2 separate regions of the Sus scrofa genome follow, and region 1 is linked to region 2. The links are chromatin contacts, called in public HiChIP or PLAC-seq maps. All regions are on one chromosome and are shown on one strand. Each heading gives the region's core, a stretch centred on a gene start, on an enhancer-like site or on the middle of the called end of the contact. The rest is flanking DNA. Distances are from core to core; before and after follow the strand shown. Region 1 holds the start of ADGRF5 (adhesion G protein-coupled receptor F5). Region 2 overlaps ADGRF5 (adhesion G protein-coupled receptor F5).

Region 1 (6,026 bases), core at 2,508-5,007, 69 kb after region 2:
CCCTTCCCTGGCTGCTTTCCAGAAGCAGAGACGGCCTGAGGATGACACTGCCTCCCTCCTCAGCTGCCCTACTTCGAACCAGCTCTCCACCCACCAAGGCACGCCAAGTGGATTCTGCTTAGTTGCAGGGCACTGCTCCCTGGCAGCCTCTGCCACATGGTGTTTGATGGAAAGTGGCAAAGGATGACATTCATGTCACAGCTGAGCACAGGGGCTCAGTCATGACATGACTCCCTTCCATCTCCTCTTTGCCAGGTGGCCTCAGGGAACGACAGAGCCCTGCCCTTCAAATCCTCACGTAGCATGACAGTCGGGAAGGCTGACAGTCCCTGGAGGGTATCGTCCCTGGACACTCAGGAAGCCAGGGGCTTCTTCGCCTTACAGCTCTCTGTCTTGGGCACCGCCTGAGAAAATTAAGGTCCAGAGAACAGATGGGGCCAGCCCTCCTCCTGGCAAGGGAGTTGCAGGTGCTGGACTATATCGCAGCGCTGAAGCACAGCCCAGCTTTCTTCCTACTAAATCACTCTGCCTTCAAGCTCCTGCTTTCTTTACATGGAGGTGCCAGCTTTCGTTAGAGATAAGATATTTAATTTTCTTTCAGGCTACTTTTTCCCTTTCTTTCTTTCAGGCTTTTTGAGGAGAAGCAAGAGAGGAGGATTAAAAAAAAAAAAAAAAAAAAAAAAAAGCACATCCTCCAAGTTCCCTGGTGGTCTGACAGGTTAAGGATCTGCTGTTGTCACTGGTGTGGCTTGGGTCACTGCTGTGGTACAGCAGTGGAATCTCCACATACCATATGGGTGGCCAAAAAAAAAAACATCCATTTTCTATCTGCACAGAGGCAAGACACACATTTGTGTCCTTCGTCATCGTATTCCTAGCACGTAGTGCTGTACCTGGTATGTGGAAGGTGTTCATTATGTTTTTGCTGAAAAATGAGTAAGTCTCTGACTTGGAGAATGAGGGGCACTGAGAGAGAAACACCTCACAGGAGACACTATCCACAGCGACATAAAGAAATAGATTCTAGGAGTTCCCTGGTGGCGCAGGAGGTTAAGGATCCAGCATTGTCACTGCTGTGGTGTGGGTTCGATTTCCGGCCCGCAAACTTCTGCGGCCTGGAAAAAAAGAAGTAGATTCTAAAAGGCATGGCACCGGATAGGTCCTCAAAATAGTTGGTGAACAAAATGAATCCGTCAAATCTCATGTGGGAAAATGATACAGAGATTGGCACGCTCCTTGAAAAACTTCAAACTATATAGCTCTCAATCTGGCGGCGACTGGGGGTTCTTTGCTCAACATATCCATTCATGGATTCATCCATTCGTTCATTCATGAATTCAGAAATACTGAGCACAAGCTATGCCCCTGGCATTGGTCTAAGGGTTATGGTTTCAGAAATCAGTGAGCAGAAACTCCTCAAGGATGAAAATAAACCTAGCAACCATCACTTAATAAACTAAGGGCTATGATAGAAGCATTTCGCTAAGTGCCATAAAACCACGGACTTGAGGGTCACTTAGTATAAGGCAGACTGGGGGGGGGGGAACAGTCTGGCAGCAGTGGGTACTCAGGTGGAGAAGATGAATGAAGTTATCGGGGTCACAGGGCACAGCACCCAGAGACATAGGTGGGCATCAGAGCTCTGGGGTCTTAGGGAAATGGAAGTGTTTGGGTAGAGCTGGAAAGTCAGGGGCTGAGAGGAGGCTGGACAGGCTGATAAGGAGCAGATCTTGAAGACTCAAGGTCAGGTCTAGCCTCCTTAAGTCTTGGGGGCTTTGGGCTTCACGAACTTTTTTTTTTTTTTTTTTTTTTTGTCTTTTTTGTCTTTTTGCTTTTTCTAGGGCCGCACCCACGGCATATGGAGGTTCCCAGGCTAGGGATTGAATCGGAGCTGTTGCTGCTGGCCTACACCAGAGCCATGGCAACACGGGATCCGAGCCGCTTCTGCAACCTACACTACAGCTTACGGCAACGCTGGATCCTAACCCACTGAGCAAGGCCGGGGGTCGAACCTGCAACCTCCTGGTTCCTAGTTGGATTTGTCAACCACTGAGCCACGACAGGAACTCCCTGGGCTTCACAAACTTTAAAGTGCATATGAATGCATCACCCAGGGATCTGGTTAAGGTGCAGATTCAGTTAAGTCTGAGAAGATCTGAGAAGGTGATAGCGAACCTGCATCTCTAACAAGCTGCCCAATGATGCCTGATGCACCTGGACCCCTCGTACCTTTTAGGCTGTAAGCCATGGGGTGCAATGGAGATATTTCAGGATCAGACATGATTAGAATTGCATTTTCCAAAGAACCATGTAGCAGGGTGTGGAGGGCGGGATGGAAGGAGACAGGGCTGGGGTATGATACAGAAATGGCAAGAAATTTTGAGCATCTGAACTAAATAAGTTAGGAAAGAACAGTCAACACGCCAAGAAACAGGTGCAAATTGACTGGTATGGAGTTGCTCTAAAACATTTCTCCCAGAGGAAAGGTCGCTTGTGAGGTCAAAAGTGAAACAATAAATCCTAAGAGGCTTTTTAAAATCAGAGAAACATGTAGCATTATTTGAATCAGCCTAGACACCCCCCACAGCTCTGCATCTCCTCGAACACTTCATCTCGAGCCCCAATAATAACTGGAAAAAAGCAAAATCCCTGTAGATAATGACCACAAGAGAATAAAGACAATCAGCCATCTCCATCCTCACTTGAAAGACCTTGTCACTACTTGCGTCTCGTTTCAGGACACTTCAGAGAGAATGATTATTTCATAACAAATTCTGGAAAATCACAAGGCAGTCCACCTGAACACAGGGAGCCTTCAATGTTTTTGACTGACAGGAGCCGAAATTAGAAACAACGATTTATATTCCCTGTTAGAAAATCCTTTAACTGAAAGACTCAGAAAAATTAAAAAAAAAAAAAATCAAGACCCGTAGCTACATCTACCTTGTTGAAAAAGAAAAGAAGACGGTCCCCTTTTTTCTCTTAGAAGCCCCCGAATGCAGCTTCTGATGGGATCTGTCTTCCCAAGCAAAAAACAATCAGCCTCAGGTTCCCTGTCCTAGGCTGCTTGGCATTCTTTCTCCAAAGAGGTACAAATCTTTCTCCAAAGGTGACCCAAAGTCCACCTCCCCTCTCACTGTGTTTCTTCACGGTCCTGTAAACGAGTGCATGTCCACCAGACACGCAGGTGAAAAGCATGCAGCCAACTAGAAAAAACCATATGGACACACGCGTCTGCTTCAACAAATGAACCAAAGAGAAAAGGGCAGCAGACCTACCTTTCTCTTCGGTGCTGTGCAGGCTCCTGAAATTTAACCCTGGACCGAAAAGCTTCCCAGCAGGCAGTGAAACTTAAAGGCCTCCCATTCAATCCCACGGCCCCGGCGGGGAGGGTGGGGTTTCCCCAGGTCAGACCTGAGCTCCTCGGGCTCACAGGGACCTCAGGGAGCAGAGGTGACCTGCCTTCTATTTTCTGCTGCAGGAAGAGCCTCAGTGTGGCTGGACGTGGGGGCGGAGGCCGGGGGAAGGGAAGTAATATGGGAACCGTATTAAATACAAGCTCCTCTTCACATGATTTCCTGTATTAGGTGCCTGGTGCCTCTCTCCGGGCTCCCTCGGGGAAATAAGAAATTTAAACGTGTCCTTTGGCCACTGGCAAGATGAGAATAAACATGCTAAGAATCATGGAAATAAGAAGGAGCGGGGGGCTGGCTGATGGGCCAGCTAGGTTTACCTTGTACCAAGGGCTTTCTTCCTGAAGTTCCTTCAAGTGTTTGACTCTGCAAAAGTCAAGAAGGCTCGCATCCTCTTCCATGGAGCTGAAGGATTTTTCTGGCCATGGTCCAGAGCTCTTGCTCCAGAGCCGCTGGGGAGAGGCAGGCCTGAGAAGGGTCTGTTGGCCCAGCCTGAGGAAAACCCTCTCACTGTGTCTCTGGACACGCGATGACAGTCTGTAGCTAATTTTAATGCGATTCCTCAAGTCCCTGGGTCATTTTGTTTGAGGGTTTAAAGATTAATCTGAAGACTAGCATCCATAGATGGCTTAGAAGCAGGACCCCTTCCATAATTGGTGGGGCAGGATGCAAAATGAAAATGTGAGGCCACGCCTTCAAAAATTAAGGATCTCGGAGTTCCCATTGTGCTTAATAGGTTAAGAATACAACTCGTCTTCATGAGGATTCAGGTTTGATCCTTGGCTTCGCTCAATGGGTTAAGGATCTGGTGGTGTCGTGAGCTGTGGCATAAGTCACAGATACGGCTAGAATCCAGTGTTGCTGTGGCTGTGATGTAGGCTGGCAGCTGCAGCTCCGATTCGACCCCTACCCTGGGAAATTTCATATGCTGCAGGTGCAGCCCGAAAAAGCATAAACATTTTTTAAAAATTAAGTATCTTGAGATGGCGACAGCAGCATGTTAAACCTAGCGTGGGGGCCCTTCTGGGTGCAGGGCTGTTTGTCGCTGTAGAAGATGAACCTCCCTGAGGCCTGTCCTGCCATAGTGTCACTAAACTCAAATTTGTGAGCCCAGCACACAGTAAGACCAAACAATCCAACACATGGAAGCAGAGAAAGGTTAATGCAGGGTCATGCAAGGAGATGCAGGGGCTCATGCCCCCCAGACCCCAACCTCCATGAAAGGGTTTCAGCAAGGCATCTTTACAGGGGGAGGGGGGAGTTCCTACTGTGGTGCAGCAAAAACAAATCCGACTCTTAACCATGACATTGTGAGTTTCACCCCTTGCCTGGCTCAGTGGGTTTAAAGATCCATTTGGCATTGCCTTGAGCTGTGGTGTAGGTTGCAGACACAGCTCGGATCTAGCCTTGCTGTGGCATAGAGGGGCAGCTGCAGTTCTGATTTGACCCCAGCCTGGGAATTTCCTTGTGTCATGGGTGTGGCATATGGGGGGAGTGTCCCTTGGGATGTGATCACTCATGCGCAGGTCTCTGATTGGCTGCTGGTGAGGTTTCATGGTTGTGTCACAGGGGTTCATTTTTTCTATCCTGAGGCTCCTGAAGGCCTGGGGTCTACGTGCTAAAAGTCATTGGGTAGTTAATGTCTTCCATTTGGTGGTGGTTTTTAGCATCCGAAAAACTCAGGAAATATGCATGAAATACTATTATCTGGGTACTTCAGAGAGGTGTCAAGAAAGGGATGTGGGGGAGGGGTCTCCCCCCGCCAGCTCCAGGAAGGCCCCCTAGGGTCCTGCTCAATTCCCACAGGAAGAAGGTTGGAACTCTGCGTGTGTTGATTTTAATTAGCTGTGTCCTTGAAAAGCCTGGACTATTTTGTTCAGAAAGACGACACGTGCACCCGCAGTGCCCTCAGAAGCTGGCACAAAGGGGAGAGAGGCTGGCGATGGGTGTGAGCGAGCACAGACCACAAAAACATCCCAGGGTTAAAATCCCACCAGTGGTGGAGTTCCCTTGTGACACAGTGGGTTCAGGATACAGCTTGTCACTGCAGTGGCTTCAGTTTCTGCTATGGCGTGGGTTCAGTCCCCAGCCCAGGCGTGGCCAAAAACAACAATACAGGAAAACAAAACAAAAAATTTTTGGTTTTTGTTCACGCAGTCGAAGAATGAACTCCGTGAACACACAGAGGCAGCAAGCAAGCAATATATACATAATAAAACAAGGCCTGTAGGGAATTACTCTCTGGAGCCCTTAAGCCACAAATGTAAATCAGTGGCCAAATCAAAGAAGGCATCGAAGCCCATGCTCCCACACTGACTATCTGAGTTAGTATTCTTCCTCCGTAGCAGAGACACATAGTCCAACATTTACAAAGATGATGAAAAAGTGCTTTATTCAGAATATCTAGTTTTGTGCAATCCATTGTAATTTAGTACATGCAGCGATCTCAAACAAAGCAGTGATGTTTCTTTTTTTTTCTTTTTTTGCTTTTTTAGGGCCACACCCTCAGCATATGCAGGTTCCCAGGCTAGGGGTTGAATCAGAGCTGTAGCTGCCAGCCTACGCCAGAGCCACCGCAATGCCAGATCCAAGCCGAATCTGTGACCTACACCA
Region 2 (5,872 bases), core at 3,028-5,527:
GATTCGTTTCCGCTGTGCCATGACGGGATCTCCTGAAAACTGACTCTTAACCATGAGCTTGGATGTGGACCAGAGAGAGCTGGGGTGGAAATCTCTCACCTGGGAGGCCTCTGAACCCATTTGAGGCATGCTTTGCTCATTTATAATTTAGGGGCACAATGTTCTCTGCAGGATTGTTCTTAAGGAGTGAGATACTGTATGAAGACTCCTGGCAAATTGCCTGGCCATTCTGAAACAGTAGGTAGAAATGATAATACTGATTAGAATAAGTTCAAAGATTATCATCTATGCAGCTGTCTCCTAATAGGTCAATAAAACCTAATTCTGGAGTTCCTGCTGCGGTGCAGTGGGTTAATGATCTAGTTTGTCTCTGTGGCTGTGCCAGTTTGATCCCCTGCCTGGTGCAATGAGTTAAAAGTTCTGCCGCTGTGGCGGCATAGTTCACAGACCTGGCTCAGATTCAGTCCCTGACCCAGGAACTTCCATAAACTAGGGAGGTGGTTGAAAAAGGAAAAACAAACCAAACGAACAAAGAACAAAAAAACCAACCAAACAAAAAATCCCTAATTCCATTCCAATCAGGTCTCCCTTTTGAGGTGGTTAAGCAAGCAAGCAACACCTAGCAGAAAGTATCCAGGCTTCTCTTCTTGCTCTGTCACTACCACTGTCTGCTCAAAGCATGAGATGCCACAAATTATCCTAAGAGAGATTAAGCCAGGAAAATCCCCAATTTGTTCCTCAGTCTGGAGAATGCACAGCATTTCCTGAACCCAGATCCAAAAGGGTCAGCACACTCCGCCTGCAGGTCTGCAGAAAGGTCAGGAATTCTCAGCTGGCAGCCAGCAACTCAATCTAGTAGGAATCTCGCTCTCACTAAATGGGTCTGAAGATTTAAGCAACGCCAGCACGGGGCTGGCACACCCTGGGTCTCCCTTTCTCCAAATGTTTCCTCCTCTCAGCCATTCTTTTGAAGCCAAAGAAAAACCAATGGACACTCTTCAGCCCAGGACCCAAGATACATTCCTAGTTAAACTCAGAAACCTGGCGTGGAGAGTCACAATTGCACAGAGAACACTTGTGGGTTAACTCCAACCAATAACGAACTTCGGCTTTTGGTCCCCCATGAAGATTGCCTTTAAAACTAAATTTGGTTCCCACTGTGGCACAGTGGGTTAAGAATCCAACTGCAGGAGTTCCCGTCGTGACACAATGGAAACAAATCCGACTAGGAGCCGTGAGGTTGTGGGTTCAATCCCTGGTCTCACTCAGTGGGTTAAGGATCCAGCGTTGCCGCAAGCTCTGGTGTAGGTTGAGGACGCAGCTCAGATCCCACATTGCTGTGCCTGTGGCATAGATCAGTAGCAACAGCTCCAATTAGGCCCTAGCCTGGGAACTCCATATGCTGTGTGTGCGGCCCTCAAAAGACAAAAGACCAAAAAAAAAAAAAAAAAAAAATCCAAATTCAGGGGCTTAGGTCACTATGGAGATGCAGGTTCCATCCCTGGCCCAGCACAGTGGGTTAAAGAATCTGGGGTTGCCATAGCTGTCGTGGCTATGGCTCAGATTCAATCCCTGGTGTGCCATGGGTGTGGCCGTTAAAAAAAAAATATCCGAATTCTGTGGATATATACAAAATACTATTTTGGCATAACATTGTAAATCTTTATACTGTAATGAAAAAAAAAAAAGCTGCAATGGAGGTTACAGATGAAGCTTAATCCTGTGTTGCCTTAACTGTGGCGTAGGCCTGAAGCTGCAGCTCCGACTGGACCTCTGGTCCAGGAGCTTCCATGGGCTATGGACTGGGCCATAAAAATGAAATAAAATAAAATAAAATAAAATAAAATGCTAACTCCTATGTTATGGCATCCGTCTTCATGTCTTCAGTAACTACATGAAAACTTCTCTATATCAGGGATCCTTTAGGCTCTTTCAAATGCAATATTTTTATAAAGAAATCAATTGGCCTAGTTATTAAAACAAATAAAAACCAAACTCCTAGACAACTCTATTAATGTTTTAAAAAGCAATATGTACATGATATCATTTAATCCTCTCGACAACCCTGTATAGTATTCCGTATATATTTTTATGTACGTATATATATAAGTTGTGCTTGTGTAAAATATTTTTATGATACATAGTATATGATAGAGGAAGAAATCTATAGCTCTGAAATAAATATGAGTACTGATCCTACGTCTTTAAAAAAGTGTTACAGCCATATCCACGGCACATGGATGTTCCCAGGCCAGGGATTGAATCTGAGCCATAGGTACAATCTGTGCCACAGTTGCAGCAATGCTGGATCCTTTAACTCATTGTCCTGGGCCAGGATTGAACCCATGCCTCTGAAGCAACTGGAACTGCTGCAGTTGAATTCTTAACCCACTGTGACACAGCAGGAACTCTGATCCTACTTTTAAAAATGATTCTATCCCAAATCCTAAAGATATAAACATTTGGTCAGGCCTCAAAAGGAAATTCCTTTTGAGAATTCTCTTTCTCTTGGAAATTTTGTTTGTCTCTCTGGGTTGTTAAAACCTCAGAACACAGACATGTCTGTGTGGCCTCTGCAGAATGTAACCCTCCTATTACTTGCTTTCCTAGTTTTCCTGGAGAGGGATGCTCTTAATTGCAACTTTGATTCTGAGTACCTGCAGCCCAATGCCCCAGCCATTTCAAGACCATTCCTTTCTTCCTTTTTCTATTATTTATTTTACTTATTTATTTTTTAGGGCCAGTGGCATGTGGAAGTTCCCAGGCTAGGGGCTGAATTGGAGCTGCAACTGCCGACCTATACCACAGTTCATGGCCATGCTGGATCCTTAACCCACTGATCGAGGCCGGGGATCGAACCCACGTCCTCACGGATACTAGTCAGGCTCATTACCCTTGAGCCACAATGGGAACTCCTCCATGATCATTTCTTACTTTGGTGATTTTGTAAAAGTATCAAGGCCAATCTCTCTTCTGCGGATGATGGGCTGAGCCACTAACACTTCCAAAATGACTCTAGAGGCCCAAGAGCACAGAGGACCATGTATAAAAAAATAGAAAACACGTTTTCATGATGATTATTATCGTCATGATTTTTTTAAACGGAAGCATGTCTAGAAAAATTTTCGCATGTCAAATCCTTAGATGTAGAGGTGATTTCCTTTCCAAGGGCTAACCTCCCATATTGTCATCATGGATGACAAATGACAGGACCTGGAGATGCAGGAAGATGTGACTTTTACAGCTGTAGAGTCATCAGGTGCCCCTGAAGAAGTTGGCAATCTGAAGCCTAGAAGAAGCTGGCAGAAGCTGGGAGCTGGAAGTTTGATTTGAGGAAGAAAAGCCTTTCAAAACACTGAATGGGGACACAGCCGACCCTGTTCCTGTCATGGGGACAGGGGGTTCAATGGATTGTCAGGGACTGGGTAGAGGGGAAGATGCTCATTTTTAAAGCACAGGCAGTGAAGTCTATGCCATAGACCACTTCAGGGAAGGGAGTGGGGAGGGTCCCCTAGCGTATAACACAGGCTAAAATAGAAAAAAAAGAAAAAGAAAGAACGGAAGGGGAAATGACCAATGGAATGAGCTTCCGGGGAGCATTTCCAGAGCTTAATACAATGTGGTTGAATTTTCATTTCAAGCATCAGGCAACACTGGGAACGGGTTCCTGCCTCGGGAAGAGTTCTACCAGAAACCTTTATCCTGCCTTGGGGGCAAGCCTGCTCCCTCTGACAGCCTACTGTCTCTTTTTGACCCCCAAGACTGAACAGATCAAGTCACAACACGCCTGGAAAATGATTCCGCCACAATGCTACAGGTTAAGAAGTTTCTAGGGGTTCCTACTGCGGCTCAGCAGAAAAGAACCTGACTAGTATCCATGAAGATACGGGTTAGATCCCTGGCCTCGCTCAGTGGGTTAAGGATCCAGCCTTGCTGTGAGCTGTGGTGTAGGTTACAGACGTGGCTCGGATCTGGCATTACTGTGGCTGGGGGGGCAGCTGCAGCTCCAATTCAACTCCTAGCCTGGGAACCTCTATATGCCCCAGGGGCAGCCCTAAAAAGACAGAAGGAAAAAAAAAAAGTTTCTAGATGGTTGGTCCAGCCCCTCAGGCAGCAGACCCTTAGGAAAAGTGAGTTCGCCTCTGATCTCACACAGAGGCAGCGATGACAGAGACCGGCATTCTCTTTATTTGTTCCCTCATCACTGGAGACTCAGGCTACAGTCCAGGCTGCCAAGAGGAAGAGGGTCAAGGGAGCTCATGTCTCTTGGGAGCGGCAAACAGGAAGTCAAAGGATTATTTGCGCTGGGACGGATGTTGGGCTGGGAGGATGTATGGCGGGTAATGGGAACCTGGGAGAGCAGTCCCTCCCCGTCTGGGGAATTGATGGAGGGCCCTCCAGGGCAGGAGCCTGTGTGAGATGAACCCCCAGACAAGCAAAGGGGGATGGATGGTGGGCAGGGCATCCTCTAAGCGAAAAGCCATAGAAGGACATATGAGGGCAAGCACTTAGGGTCCCATGAGATTTGAGTGGATAATCTGATTTCATCTCCGAGGCAACTGGGAGCCCCTGAAGGATTTTATGCAGGGAAATGACAGAATCAAACAGATGCTTTTGCAACATTGCTGTGATGGACGGAGGAGGACCTGGTCCTGGGAAAACGCAGCCTACAGATGTACTCAGCAGCCCAGGGTCCCCCACATGGGAGCGGAGGCTGAGGATGACTTTGCGCTGTGTTCACAGCTCTCGCCTGCCCCCAGCCCTCCAAAGGGCAGAGCTCTGTATTTTCCAGATCGTGGCTTTGGAATTTAGTGGGAAAGCAGGAGTGGGAGGCAGAGGAAGACTTGAGTCTAGAGGTTAAGTTGATCTATAAGATAAAGTGCTGAGTGAGAGTTTTTTTTTGTTTGTTTGTTTTTAAGGCAAAAGGCAAGTCTGCGGGGTTGAGAGCAGAGAAGTGAGGGAAGGGCCCCAGGAAAATTTCAGGATCCGATGATCATAATGGGAGGGACACGGGAATTGAAGGTGTTGATAAGATCCGCTGAATGTCCTTTCATAGAGAATGGAATTCTGTTACAGTTACTTCTGGAAATTGAACCCTGATGCACTCTGAGACTGAATTATGTGGATCCCGCTGTTTCCAAACGTTACAACAGAGAACCTCTGAGGGGACTTACTCGAAAAGATGGCCCAGCAAAGGGTTACGTACCGGCTCGTTTTTGCCTCGCTGGGTCTTCCCCTGCTAGTTCCTGCTCACGGAGAAGCTGAAAGAACATTTGAGACAATTGTCAGTGCGTGTCAGAGACATCTTTTCACAATGGCTTTCTGCTCTCATTGTCCCAGAATGTTCGAGCGAAGCAGAGGGCTGCGGATTTGGGGTCAGCGCCTTGTGCCCTGGGGATGGGGACTGCCCACAATCGAAGCCCGTCAGGAAGATGAAATAGGTTGGCCTCTGGTGTGACTTGGGCCCGGATTTTTTTATAGACCAGTTTCTAGTTTCAGGAGCGGAAGATATCAGCCTATCTGCGTTTCTCAGAGTTCCTGCAGCATGAGGCCTGTCGAAAAAATATGAAGAATGGTGTTCTCCACTGTGCTAGAACTTGAACCCTGAGTCATTCCAGTGACCTTTTAGTTGAGTCTCACGACCTCTCCTCCGCCCTAGGCCTGTCCCCACCCCAATATTCCTGCGGCATTAGGGCTGTTTAGATGGTGCTCGCTTAAAGTTATTTTCTCCTCCTCTGGCCCTTTTTCTCCTGGATGGTTTTACAGATGCCTCCTGAAGCAGGGGCTGTGAGAGTCAGCTGTGAAGCCAGCCTGCCTGGGTACAGAGCTGTGCCCCTTACTAGCTATGTGACCTTGAGGATGTTACTTATCC

The links. HiChIP or PLAC-seq counts read pairs in DNA pulled down with a chosen protein or histone mark.
Region 1: a contact with region 2 is called in an H3K27ac HiChIP or PLAC-seq map of skeletal muscle, with 7 times the contacts expected there. The contact joins the promoter of ADGRF5 here to the enhancer-like site in region 2. A contact is called at or near these places in 1 of 5 promoter capture datasets (liver), 6 of 47 Hi-C or Micro-C datasets (heart right ventricle, liver, psoas muscle and 1 more) and 1 of 2 datasets of contacts at active chromatin or transcription factors (skeletal muscle).

What each region holds. Positions count from the first base shown.
Region 1 is chr7:41,765,665-41,771,690 of Sscrofa11.1, forward strand. ADGRF5 (adhesion G protein-coupled receptor F5) reads right to left here and starts at 3,758. Exons shown (of 22, transcript XM_013978015.2): 1 at 3,734-3,758.
Region 2 is chr7:41,695,739-41,701,610 of Sscrofa11.1, forward strand. It overlaps ADGRF5 (adhesion G protein-coupled receptor F5), which reads right to left. Exons shown (of 22, transcript XM_013978015.2): 3 at 5,207-5,261. Among named protein-coding and RNA genes, the nearest start is that of ADGRF5, 71 kb to the right of the region's middle. Within about 2 kb of position 4,278, at least 4 of the 83 cell types and tissues checked have an H3K27ac peak or open chromatin away from gene starts, as enhancers often do. A contact at or near this core is called in skeletal muscle, where this site is marked.